Linked DNA regions of Callithrix jacchus: region 1 is linked to region 2. The links are chromatin contacts, called in public Hi-C maps. All regions are on one chromosome and are shown on one strand. The core of a region is the stretch at or near the end of the contact, and the rest is flanking DNA. Distances in the headings are between cores, read along the strand shown. Region 1 overlaps PTPRO (protein tyrosine phosphatase receptor type O). Region 2 holds the start of EPS8 (EGFR pathway substrate 8, signaling adaptor).

The links. A called contact is a pair of places that touch in the nucleus more often than the background predicts.
Region 1: a contact with region 2 is called in a Hi-C map of induced pluripotent stem cells, with 4 times the contacts expected there. The contact joins the enhancer-like site here to the promoter of EPS8 in region 2. A contact is called at or near these places in 3 of 3 Hi-C or Micro-C datasets (induced pluripotent stem cells and skeletal muscle).

The regions. Positions count from the first base shown.
Region 1 is chr9:7,726,355-7,732,789 of calJac240_pri, reverse strand. PTPRO (protein tyrosine phosphatase receptor type O) reads left to right here. Exons shown (of 27, transcript XM_035255268.3): 24 at 6,109-6,263. Among named protein-coding and RNA genes, the nearest start is that of PTPRO, 270 kb to the left of the region's middle. Within about 2 kb of position 2,924, at least 6 of the 16 cell types and tissues checked have an H3K27ac peak or open chromatin away from gene starts, as enhancers often do.
Region 2 is chr9:7,441,580-7,448,083 of calJac240_pri, reverse strand. EPS8 (EGFR pathway substrate 8, signaling adaptor) reads right to left here and starts at 4,664. Exons shown (of 22, transcript XM_035255264.3): 1 at 4,431-4,664.

The DNA of each region.
Region 1 (6,435 bases), core at 1,675-4,174, 290 kb before region 2:
ACACCGACACCACTGCCCGGCAGGTGCTGGGAGCCCCAGCCAAGGAGCACTTTGGCCTTGGCAATGCTGCTCTCTTCAGAAGGAAAAATCAACTCTCAGTGTCATTGTTTCCCATTTCATCAGTGATGGTGTGGATGATCTGGTTAGTCTGGAGAGCCTGAGAGGATAGAGTAAGAAGTGCACTAGTTCATCTCGAATTAGCTCAGGAGCATAGAAGACTATTAATCATTGCCTATCAGGCATCATTGAGGACAGAAGTGTTCTCGTTACTTATGCTAATCATATATGAGTATAATTAGGGTCTATAAGGCGTACTTACATTTTAAATTAAATGATTAAACCATGATTTAGTAGTTTGGGTTTTGTTTGTTTTTTTTTTTTTCTTATTTTGTTCTGGTTTGGTTTTCATTATTTGGAAGGTACTTCTAGGTCTTATTAATCATAATTCCCTATTTCTCTTGAATGGCTATTGATTTCTGATTGATAACATGTCCAGAAAAGTCTGTTTTTCTCACAAGGCCTGTCACCTTTCTGCTGACAAGTCTCTGAGCAAATGCTCAATATTTCTGTGCCAGGCTAACATCAACCAAAGTCAAGCCATTGACTTCAGCCTATAGAATATAGAGGAGTTTTTACTCTTAATAGTCTTCTCCACTTGAACGTGCTCCCTATGAAGACAAAATTGAATAGGAAAATTCTCATTGACATGTTCTTCCTTGCTTAGAAACAATCCTAATAGTTAAGGAGATAAGAAATTGCAACCTATTGACCAACTTTACCTACTGCCTGTTGTCTAAAGTCCAGGAGCTAAGAATGGTTTTGACATTTTTTAATGGCTGAAAAAATCGACTGAGCACCGTGGTTCACACCTGGAATCCAGCACTTTGAGAGGCTGAGGCAAACGGATTACTTTAGCCCAGGATTTCAAGATCAGCCTAAGCAATACAGGGAGACCCCATCGTACTAAAAATAGAAAAATTAGCTGGCTTGGTGGCACACACCTGTAGTCCCAGCTACTCGAGAGGCTGAGGTGGGAGAATCACTTGAGCCCAGTGGGTAGCAGTTGCAGTGAGCCAAGATTGTGCCACTACACTTCAGCCTGGGCAACGAGAGCAAGACTCTGTCTCAAAAAAAAAAAAAAAAAAAAAAAAAAAAAAAAAAAACAAGAAAAATAGTATGAAATACCATATGAAAATAATATGAAATACTGTATGTCTATAGTACACACTATTTCGTACTATTTATATGAAATACCCTATGTAAATTCTGTGAAATTCAAATTTCAATGTCCATATATAATATTTTATTAGAACACAGGCTGCATTTGCTTGCAAATAATCTCTGACTGCTTTTGTGCTACATCAAGCTTGAGTAGTTGCAATCAAAACGACATGATTTGCAAAAAAACTACAATACTTGCTAACTGTCCCTTTGCAGAAAATGTTTGCTGACCCTCAAAACACACCAGGGAAACAAAGATTGCCCATATCAGTACAACGTAAGAACCTGATACTATCTATTTATTCATATGTACGAGAGATAAATCAATTCTTTTTTTTTTTTTTTTTTTGGAGATGGAGTCTTGCTCTTTTGCCCAGGCTGGAGTGCAGTGGTGCAATCTCAGTTCACTGCAACCTCTGCCTCCTGGGTTGAAGCAATTCTCTTGCCTCAGCCTCCCAGGTAGCTAGGATTCTAGGCGCCTACCACCACGCCCGGCTAATTTTTGTATTTTTAGTAGAGACAGGCTTTAGCCGTGTTGGCCAGGCTGGTCTGGAACTCCTGACCTCGTGATCCTCCTGCCTCCCAAAGTGCTAGGATTACAGGTGTGAACCCCTGCGCCCAGGCAATAAATCACTTCTTAACTGGCAGTTAACAATGTCTTTTGCCACCAGGAGAATTTAGGCAAATCCCTGTCCGGCTCTAACAGACTGTGTTTCATGTCGTTTCAGTCATTTGAAATTCACCTTGCTTCCACATTAAGCACGCGTTTCTGCTCAAATGCAGAGTTTCAGCTTAAGTGTCACCTGTTTTGTGGCATCTTCTCTGGGCTTGGACACCATTAACACTTTCCTTTGCTGGGGCAGAAACTCAGTAAACTGCTCTATCACAGCACATCGTAGCAGTGACAATTCTCACTCCTCGTTTCTGCCTCCCCGATACACTGTGAGTTTCAGAAGCAACTGCTCTATCCTTGTGGAATGAATAAATCAGTAAATGAACGAGTTATTTCAAAAATAATAAGGCACTCGTAAAGCATCAACAGACTTTCCATCAGAGAAAATATTTGTCAACCCGAATGCCGTTTGAACTCTGCTTTCGTTCTTAGCTATTTCCATGGAGAAGCCAGCACAAATTGCTAAACAAATACAGTACAAATCTGTCCCTAGGTTTGCATGTAGGAGAGAACATTTCAGAGCACAAAATAGGGTCTGTTCCACTGCCGATTCTGTTGGCAAGGAGGAGTCACACAGATTATTGCATGGTCAGTACTATGCTTCTTGTCCTTGGTCTTAAATGACGACCTATCTTTCGATGACAATCATGTGAAGGATTTGAAAACTAGGAATAAAACATTGAACCGCAGTGTTTGCTTGGAAGGCATTCATCTGTTACAAGCATCTGGTACCAGAGTGCCCCCTTTTGGCCGTAAGGATACCGAAGCTAAATGTTAAGTTCCTAAAATGAAAGCTCAGTTGCCCGAAAAGCACTGTGCTGTGCTAATAAACACGTTTTACAGTTAGTTTCGTTTTTTGTTTATACCCTTCTTTATCCATTCCATATTGATATGCAGAAGCTTTCCAATTACAAAAAGGATAAAATTACATAAATAAGGAAATCAAGGTAAGAGAAATTTGGGATTAGCTAAGTAAGAGAAAACCAGAAAAGTTTTCTCATTTAACAGGAAAGGAGAAAAATGACCATAACACACAACTTGTCACTTTCTACTACTTGAAACTTGGCATGGCCTGTGTGAGAGCTGGAGAGTAAAGATCATCAAAAACATTTTTGTTGCCAGGAAACTCATGCCTTGCTATTCAGCTCACAGGCTGACCGCGGTTCCAGGACCCCTGCCTTGTAGCTGCGGAGCAACTAACTAAAATTTAATAATTTCCTGATTTTAAATCACCTTGCAGTTTTTAGCCAAATACATTTTCACTTCAAGGTTGAAAGTGAAAATGTAAATGGTTGAAGTGAAAATGTATTTCGGCTAAAAAAATATATATACACACACACACACACATATATATACACACACATATATATATACACACACATATATACACACACACAAATATATACACATACACATATATACACACACACACATATATATACACACACATATATACACACACATATATACACACACAAATATATACACATACACATATATATACACACACACACATATATACACACACATATATACACACACAAATATATACACATACACATATATACACACACACATATATATACACACATATATATACACACATATATACACACACACAAATATATACACATACACATATATATATACACACACATATATACACACATATATACACACACACAAATATATACACATACACATATATATACACACATATATACACACACACAAATATATACACATACACATATATATACACACACATATATACACACACATATATACACACACAAATATATACACATACACATATATATACACACACATATATACACACACACAAATATATACACATACACATATATATACACACACATATATACACACACATACATACACACATGCACACATATATATACACACACACAAATATATACACATACACATATATATACACACATATATACACACATACACACACATACATACACGCACACACACATATACATACACACACATATATACACACACAAATATATACACATATACATATATATACACATATACATATATATACACACACATATATACACACACACAAATATATACACATACACATATATATACACACATATATACACACATACACACACATACATACACGCACACACACATATATATATACACACATATACACATATATATGCATACACACATATATATACACATATATAAATACACATACACACATACACATGTGCACACTCATGCACATACATACATACACACATACACACACTATACACACATGTATACACATACACATATATACACACATATATACATACAAACTCACATATATATACACCCACACACATATATATACATGCACACTCACACATATATACACCCACACACATATATATATACATACACACACGTATATATACACATAAACACACACACATATATATATTGGCTACAATGTACACAAGTTATACAAATTATGATCGGCATTTGAACAGGACGAGCATTCTCCTGAACTTTCCTGGCAACCAAAGTTATCTGGTGGCTGGGTATTCTCAAATCCTCATGATGTTGAATAAGTAAATTATCCTGTGCAATTCACTATGCCCAAGATACTTTCTCAACATACTTCCTGAAGGCAGCACTGAGGGTAGCCAGTATCTTTGTAGACTTCATGCTCTCTGTGTCTCAGCCAGAGCCCTTGAACATAGCAGGGGAGGTGCTGCACACTGCTGGGGATACATTAGGTGCCAAGGGTACAACGGGTGGAGGGGAGGTGACAACTCATGTATATTTAAGCAGATCTTATATATTTCTTTGTACATTTTATTTACGTATTGTCTTTATACATTGATTTTCTGCCCAAGACCACTGACTCTTCGAAATTCATTTCTCTTTTAATACCTGAACTTAAACTTTAACTCAAAACTGACAGCGAGGCCAAGTTTCCCTCCTTCCCAATTATGATATATATTCCATTCTCTGAGTGAATTCTAGGCTCTTTGCGAATTTGAGGAATGAGAGATGAATCAGACCTTTATGAAGCCTGGGTTTGGGATATTTCTGACAGTTGCTGACACATGGAGAATACATCATGCTTACAAATTCGTTGGGACTAAAAATAGTTGATCTGGAAAGATCCACATTTTAGTTAATATGTAGTCCGTTCAAAGGGACCAGCAATATATTTGATGCATGGGACAACAGGAATAGGATTAATACACAAGCTATACTCACTTGCTTGGATTCCCAGAACCAGCCATACAATGCACAGAGCTGGATGACAGTGAGTGATAGTAATGAGGTACTAGTAGGTAATGATAATCACAAATGTGATTACACTTAATCCACACAACTCCTGTTGTAAGTGTCATTGGGCCATTTTTGGATATGAGAAAACTGAAGTTCAGTGAGTCAGGTCTTCTAGTATCAAAGCCCGAGACAAGGGTTCTCATATGAGTGATTTTGTGGAAGTGCATTCTTGGGGAAGCCCCACAGGGAGCAAGGGAAGCAGACTGACAGAGAAGAAGCCACTCAGAGCATTCAGCTGAAGTCTCCCCTGTGCTGGATCCCACAGACAGTGCTGGGGCATGAACAGCACCATGGCATTGTCTCACTCTGAAAGAGGCTGGATTTTTGCACCCCACGGTTAGTCAATCATTAGCTGTGGGCTGCCCTCAGCAGGAGAAAGCAACCTCTTAGGCATTTTCCATCGAGGCAGCTCCATGCAGTAGAAGGCAACTATCAAAAGAAGGGTACTGCTATGCTGTTATCAGCAACGGGGAAAAGTGTGCCCCAGGATGGCAGAGGGTATCCAAAGGGCACCAACAGCACTTTCTACAGTGTTTAATTCATTAGCCAAAGCTGACGCAGCTTCTAAATGACGGAGCCAAGATGCAAATCCTAATCTGCTTACGCTTTTGTCCTTAATTACGCAGGTACAGATTAGCCTACTTATCCTACTCTCTGAAGCTTTGTACAATTCGTGTGGTTTTTTTTTTCAGTACCTGTTTTACGGTGCTCAAAGATATGGTGCTCAAAGCCGGAAAGGAAGGTGTCCTGACTGGGAGTGGAGCATGGCTCTACCTTCTTGCGTGACTAACCTGGGATCCCCAGTGGAGTCCTGGGCCATCCTAACAGTGAACTGAAAAGTTAAAGCTTGGTTTTGACTCTTTTCCCTAAAGGCTGACGAGATGCAGGATGTGATGCATTTCAACTACACCGCATGGCCTGATCACGGTGTGCCCACAGCAAATGCTGCAGAGAGTATCCTGCAGTTTGTACACATGGTCCGACAGCAAGCTACCAAGAGCAAAGGTCCCATGATCATTCACTGCAGGTAACGTCCTCAGCTGTGTTCTCTATTAAAAATTAGAGGCTGGTTTTATAAGGGGAATAGTTCACCATTCCATAAGCCCCTGATCAGATGTAATTGAAAATTAAATAATGAATTCTGATATTTTAAACTATGATTAATTGATATCTTACCATACACAATATTTATTATGGCT
Region 2 (6,504 bases), core at 3,415-5,914:
TCAAACGTAGATTAGGTCTTTTCACATAGTCCCATATTTCTTGAAGACTTTGCTCATTCCTTTTTATCCTTTTTTCTCAATTTTTGTCTTCTCGTTTTATTTCATTAAGTAGGTCTTTGACCTCTGATATCCTTTCTTCTGCTTGATCAATTTGGCTATTCAAACTTGTGCATATTTCACGAAGTTCTCGTGTTGTGTTTTTCAGCTCCGTTAACTCATGTATATTCCTCTCTATATTGTCTATTCTTGTTAGCATTTAGTCAAACCTTTTTTCAAAGTTCTTAGTTTCTTTACATTGGGTTAGAACAAGTTCTTTTAACTCCCAGCAGTTTCTTATCATCCACCTTCTGAAGCATACTTCAGATAATGGAACACAGTCCTTCTCCATCAGGCCTTGTTCCATTGCTGATGAGGAACTGTGATCCTCTTTAGAGGGAGCGGCATTCTGATTTTGGGTATTCTCAGCCTTTTAGGCTGGTTTCTTCCCTTTGTTATAAATTTATCCATCTATTGTCTTTACAATTACTGCCTTTCTAATTAGGTTTCTGGGTGGACATCCAATTTATTGATTCCCAGCGCTGGAATCTGAGCAACCCACTGCACCGGCCAAAACAGCAGCGATAAGACTGATGGTGCTCTTCTGCCCGGGAATCTCCGGTCTGGCTTCCTTCTTCCTATAGCCTGTTATTTTTCTCTGCAGCTTCCATCGCCACGTGCCACCCCGTAGGTATTATGTGATTGTTTATTTACTGTCTGTCTGCCTTCTCTAAAATGTCAGCTCCACGGGAGTGGAAATTTTGATATGTGTTGTTCACTGCTCTATCTGCAGTCTCCAAAACATTACCTGAAACAGTAGCACTCAATAAATAATTTTTCAGTACAGTATAATTGTCTATTTCTCTGACTTGTTCACTAGACTCCAAGTCAATGCGGCATTTTATTCATCAATGTCAGTGCTCCACAAATGTTCTCATAACGAATTAATAGGAAATGTTCTAAAAAGAAATCTGTAGTTTTATTTGTTACTTTGAAACATGTTATTCCCACACCAAGTAGCAATTAATGACAGAGATGATATTATTTTTAAGTTTGTTTGTTTGAGTAGATTAGGAAAATAATTAAAAAGAAAACCATTTGAATATTAACTTCCAATCCTTTCTAAATTAAAATTGTGCTCTAAAACCTACGAAAAGACTGAAGCAGACATTGAATTCTGCAGATATTGAGCCCGTTTCTTAGCTTGATACAAACACTTGGGCTTCTTGTTCTTGTACTTAACTCTGTTTTTTCCATTTCTATATACAGAGGATAAAGAGAAACATTCATCCTCATAGAATGGCATAGCATACAGAAGTGACGAGGGCTGTGCTCTAAGAGGATTAAGCACACAAAGAAGATAATTAACTTGCTGAGGTCCCACAGAAATGTGTGCAATAGCAAGAATAGCACTCAGACTTTCCGTTATCTCAAGGAAGATCGATCAGTCAGACAGCTGCATGTTCATGACCAGAGGTGTTAACAGAAGTTAAGAAAAATATTTAACCCTAAACAAACACGAGAAAAGAAAACGTGAATAAAAATTGTTTTAAAGTGTAGGTTGATATCTAGCTTAAAGACCAAACCACAGAGAACTTTCTGTTACTAACTTTAAAATCATTCACAATTGCAAAAAACTCCAAATATTAACGTTTTACTATGGAAAATGATAAGAATGCAGAAGTATTGATGTTTTTAGACACAAATCCTTATAATTGATTTCATAGCCACTTATCAGGCACTTTTGCTGTGTTGGGAAATTACGAACAATTTCAACTTTTCTCCCTTGAGCTTTCAGTGTATTGCAAAAGATTTATAAAGAGCGTGTATTCTGTAATCAGAAGACAATTATGAAAACTTACTACGTGCTTACAGAGTCTTCTCTAATGTGTAGTAATCACCCTTGAATGTAATGTTCAGTCCTAAAATTTAGACATTATAAATGCACCTCACGTGTTCAAAAGGAAAGACTTGGCTGATCCACCAGAAAAACAGTTCCGAGTGTACCAAATTTGACCAGTTCCCTGAGTACTGTGTATTGCAAATTGGAAATGTAATACCAGGCAGATGTGTCATCATCTGACGAAAGTGAAACTCAAAGAAGAATCATTTTTGACCAGCAATCAGACTTTGGAAAGAAAGGAATAGAAAAAAGGAAAAAAACTCTGGAGAGAATTTGAGATTTATTTGATACCAATAATACCTTATATATAGTGGAAAATGGCCATTTAAAATATATATATTGCTAGACAAGCCATTATCCTCCAAACTCTTAGGAATCTTCATTAATATTCCTGAATGCATTATTGCAGGCAAGATTTTAGAATCATTTAGAATATGTGCCACCAGGACATTCCCCACAGGAATATCCCTTCTCCTACCAGCTCTGAGCTTGGGAAGCTTGGTTCACTTTGACCCCCTCCCCCAACTATGAATGCCAATTCTTAGGTCTCTGCCATTGTGGAGTCAGCTGGCATACATGGAAGGAGGATGGCAGTCTGTTCATCCTTCAACACCACCAGTTAAACTGAAGAATGTCTGCGGGCATCATCTGCAAGTCCAAAAGGCTAAATCAAGAATAAAAGCAAAACGAAATTCAAAAGAGAAGGGAATTCTTACTACCTTCTGCGTGGTGAGTTGATTGGGATAGAATTACTTGAGATGATACCAATAAACATGAGATGTTTATGAGAAAATCGATTTAAATTTTAAATAATTAAATCTCATAATTTTCTTAATGTGTATTGAAATATGCTGTAAACATAAATAATATAACTTGTTAGTTGAAAATCAAAAGTATTTATGTAAATGATGCACAATCCCTAAAAATGTGCTTCAGCAAGCTGTAAATGGGACAATATATGGGAGGAGACTGCCATCTGGTGGCTGAAGGAAAAATGCATTTCTGTGTAGGACAGGAATAAAAACTTGTTTAAGCAAATAAATGTTAATATTACTATTATTTGTATTTTAGAGGCAGGATCTCGTTCTGTCGCCCAGGCTGGAATGCACTGGAAAGAGCATATCTCACTGCAGCCTTGACTTCCTGGCCAGTCTTTTTTTACACCTTAGCCTCCCAAGCAGCTGTTACTACAGGTAAGTGCCACAGCACCTGACGACTTTTTAAAAAATTTCTGTAGAGACTGGATCTCACTCTTGCCTGGGCTGATCTCCTGGCCTGAGGCCACCCTGCTGCCTAGGCCCACTATCCTATTTTATTAACCAAACACTTCTATGTTAATTCAAGAATCGAATAAGATATAGAGGTATATGTGGTGACTTTTTAAATATGTAAATGATTTTCTTAATGTTACGTATTCTTTCCATTTAGAGGTGTAATATATGCCATTGTGGAAAAAATGTATTTTTATATATCATGTATTTCTAAACTATAGGAAAGTATAGAGAAGGAAACAAAATCTGTAACTCCACCACCTAGAGACAATTACAATGAACATTTTAATAAATTTCCTGCACCCTTTTTTCTATACAGTCACATTCTTTTCATATAATTGATACCACAGAAAGGATTTAGTTTTGAATACTGCTTTAAGAACATTAAGAGTACATTATGTGTTTTTTAAAAGTGTTTCAAGCTTGCTGTCGTTTGAGAGAGGTTCTTTTCCTGGGAGAGAATAAAATATGCATATGTATGAATAGGTGACAGTATCTTTTGTTCAGGAAATTGCAAGTAGCTCAGTGCTGTTGGAAAAGGAAAGTTAAATGCTTCCAGTTCACTGACAGTGTCTGGGAGGAGAATTAAGCAGACAGAGGTGGAGAGGTATGTGGAAAACTGACCAAGAAGAACCGTAGGCCTGTCGTTTATCTACGTTGTCTGTTTACATGGATAATTATTGAGGAATTCTGGGTAATGAACCAAGGTTACTGGATTTTCACACCATAAAATAATAATAAAATAATTTGACACTAATATTGAGGACAGACTAAAAAAATAGCTGTCAAGCTAGCTGCACTTTAGAACTTCCTAGGGAGCTTTTAAAGTGCTGATCCCTAGACCTCAGTTCAAACTAATTAAATCAGGGTCCTTGGAAATGAGATAGTTTAAAAAGTTTCTCAGATGATACTATCGTGCTGCTAGGGTCGAGATTCACTAAAAGGAGATGAAACTAGAGACAGAAATATCATTTAGAAGGGTGTTGCTTTAGACCATGTGAAAAATGAGGTACACTTAAATTGGGTTGGTGACTGTGTGTGTAGAAGTGACTTGTGGCAGAACTGACACAAGTTGCTGATTGATTGAACACAAGGTATGAAAATAAAAGATTCAAGAATTATTCTCCAATAGTGCCTCGGTAAATGGTGGTACCAACAGGAAAGACAGCTGATCAGCCAAGTGTGTGGGAGGCAAGGAAGGCGTGTTCATTAAAATTTACCGTTTTCCTTTAGATCCGTCACCAGTGGCACACCTTTAGACATATTTTCTCTTGCCCTCTTGTAAATCCTTTTGCCAGATGTCGTCTCTTAGCTCCACCCTACTCTCCTTGTGATAGTGTGGCGAGGACGCTACCAAATCTCATTTTTGCTTCCCCACGCTGTTCTGTGGTAGCGTCTTCCAGCAGGGGGCGTGAGAGGAGGGCAGCAACGCTGGAGAGAAAGAAGGGACTGCTATTTCCGGTTTGCTGCTTTATGGCTTCCTGTCTTCTTGTGGTTCTATTAAAAACTAATCCTCCTGTACTTTTTTTTTTCCACCCCTGTAGCATTTTTTTTTTTTTTCCTGTAGCAGCAGCAGAATCCAGGTTGCACTTTTTTCATTCCTTGAAGAACCTGCCTTATGACCACCACCACCAGCCACCCAACCACCACCACCAACACGAGCATCTGCTACCTGGTGTCTGCTCCTGAGATGCTGGAGTTTCAGGACTACAGTGCCCTTCTCTGTTTCTATTAATAAGTTTTTTTCTTTGTTCTTTTTGATCTCTCAGGCTTGGGGATGATACTTGTTTTCTGAATTGCTTTTTCCATGATTTGTTAGAGTTCTCTTTTTACCATTTCATAGTTAACACCTTAAAAGCTATATAACTATTGTTTATATTAAGTTCTCTCTATCAAATAACACGTGTATTTTCTGTCTCCTGATTAGACCATAGAGGGCCACTGTGGATACAACATGCCCTCTCAGCACTAATTTGGCCTGGCAGCCTTTCTAAGGAGCACCACTCCATGTTTCCAGATTAAATAAACATTTAACTATAATGGCAATTTAAGCACTTATTTTTATAGAAGAATTAAATAAGTATTCTCAATCATTGCAAAATAGAAGAACCTAAGAGTTGTAATGACTTTATCTGATTCTTTCTCTTCTACCACACAAGGGAGAGACAAAGTCCTTGCATTTAGGGCTTCATATGGTTGTCCCTTGTTTCTGAACTCTATCTGCTCATATCCTGATCTTCCTGTTGCAGACCCTGCTCACTCCTCCACCATCTAGGGTCCTCATGTATTTTCTTCAGAAAATACAACTTCTTTCCATGTCACAGAAGAACTGTCATCATTATGTGTAATTAAACTACACAGGCTAGATGGTGATGGAGTTTTCCTTGGCCTGCATGTTGCTAAAGGAACACAGGAGTTTGCCAAGGGGATACTGTGGTTCTGGTACTGTAAGTGAGGTAAAGTTGGTGAGGGCTCTGTTAGATATAGAAAGTTCCTCTTCAAACTATACTACAAGGCTACAGTAATTCAAACAGCATGGAACTGGGACCAAAACAGAGATGTAGACCAATGGAACAGAACAGAGTCCTCAGAGGTAATGCCACACATCTACAACCATTTGATCTTTGACAAACAGGACAAAAACAAACAATGGGGAAAGGATTCCCTGTTTAATAAATGGTGTTGGGAAAGCTGACTAGCCATGTGCATAAGGCAGAAACTGGACCCATTCCTGACACCTTATGCTAAAGTTAACTCCAGATGGATTAAAGACTTAATCATCAAATTAAGTCAAGAAGCAAGATTAGAGGAAAAAGAGTGAAAAGAAATGAACAGAGCATCCAAGAATATGGGATTTTATGAAAAGACCTAATCTACATTTGATCAGTGTACCTGAATGTGACAGAGAGAATGAATCCAAGCTGGAAAATACTCTTCAGGATATTATCCAGGGGAACTTCCCCAACCTAGCAAGGCAGGCCAACATTCAAGTCAGATTCACCAGGAAATACAGAGACTACCACAAAGATATTCCTCAGGAAGGGCAACCCATCTCTACTGAAAATGCAAAAATACAAAAATTAGCTGGGTATGTGGTGTGTGCCTGTAATCCCAGTTACTCAAGAGGCTGAGGCAGGAGAATCACGTGAACTTGGGAAGCGGAGGCTACAGAGAGGCCAGATTGTGCCACTGCACTCCAGCTTGGGTGTCAGAGTGAGACTCCATCTCAAAATAAAAATAAAAATAAAAACACTGCTAAGTATCTGGATCACCTCTGGGTAGTTCTGTATTGAT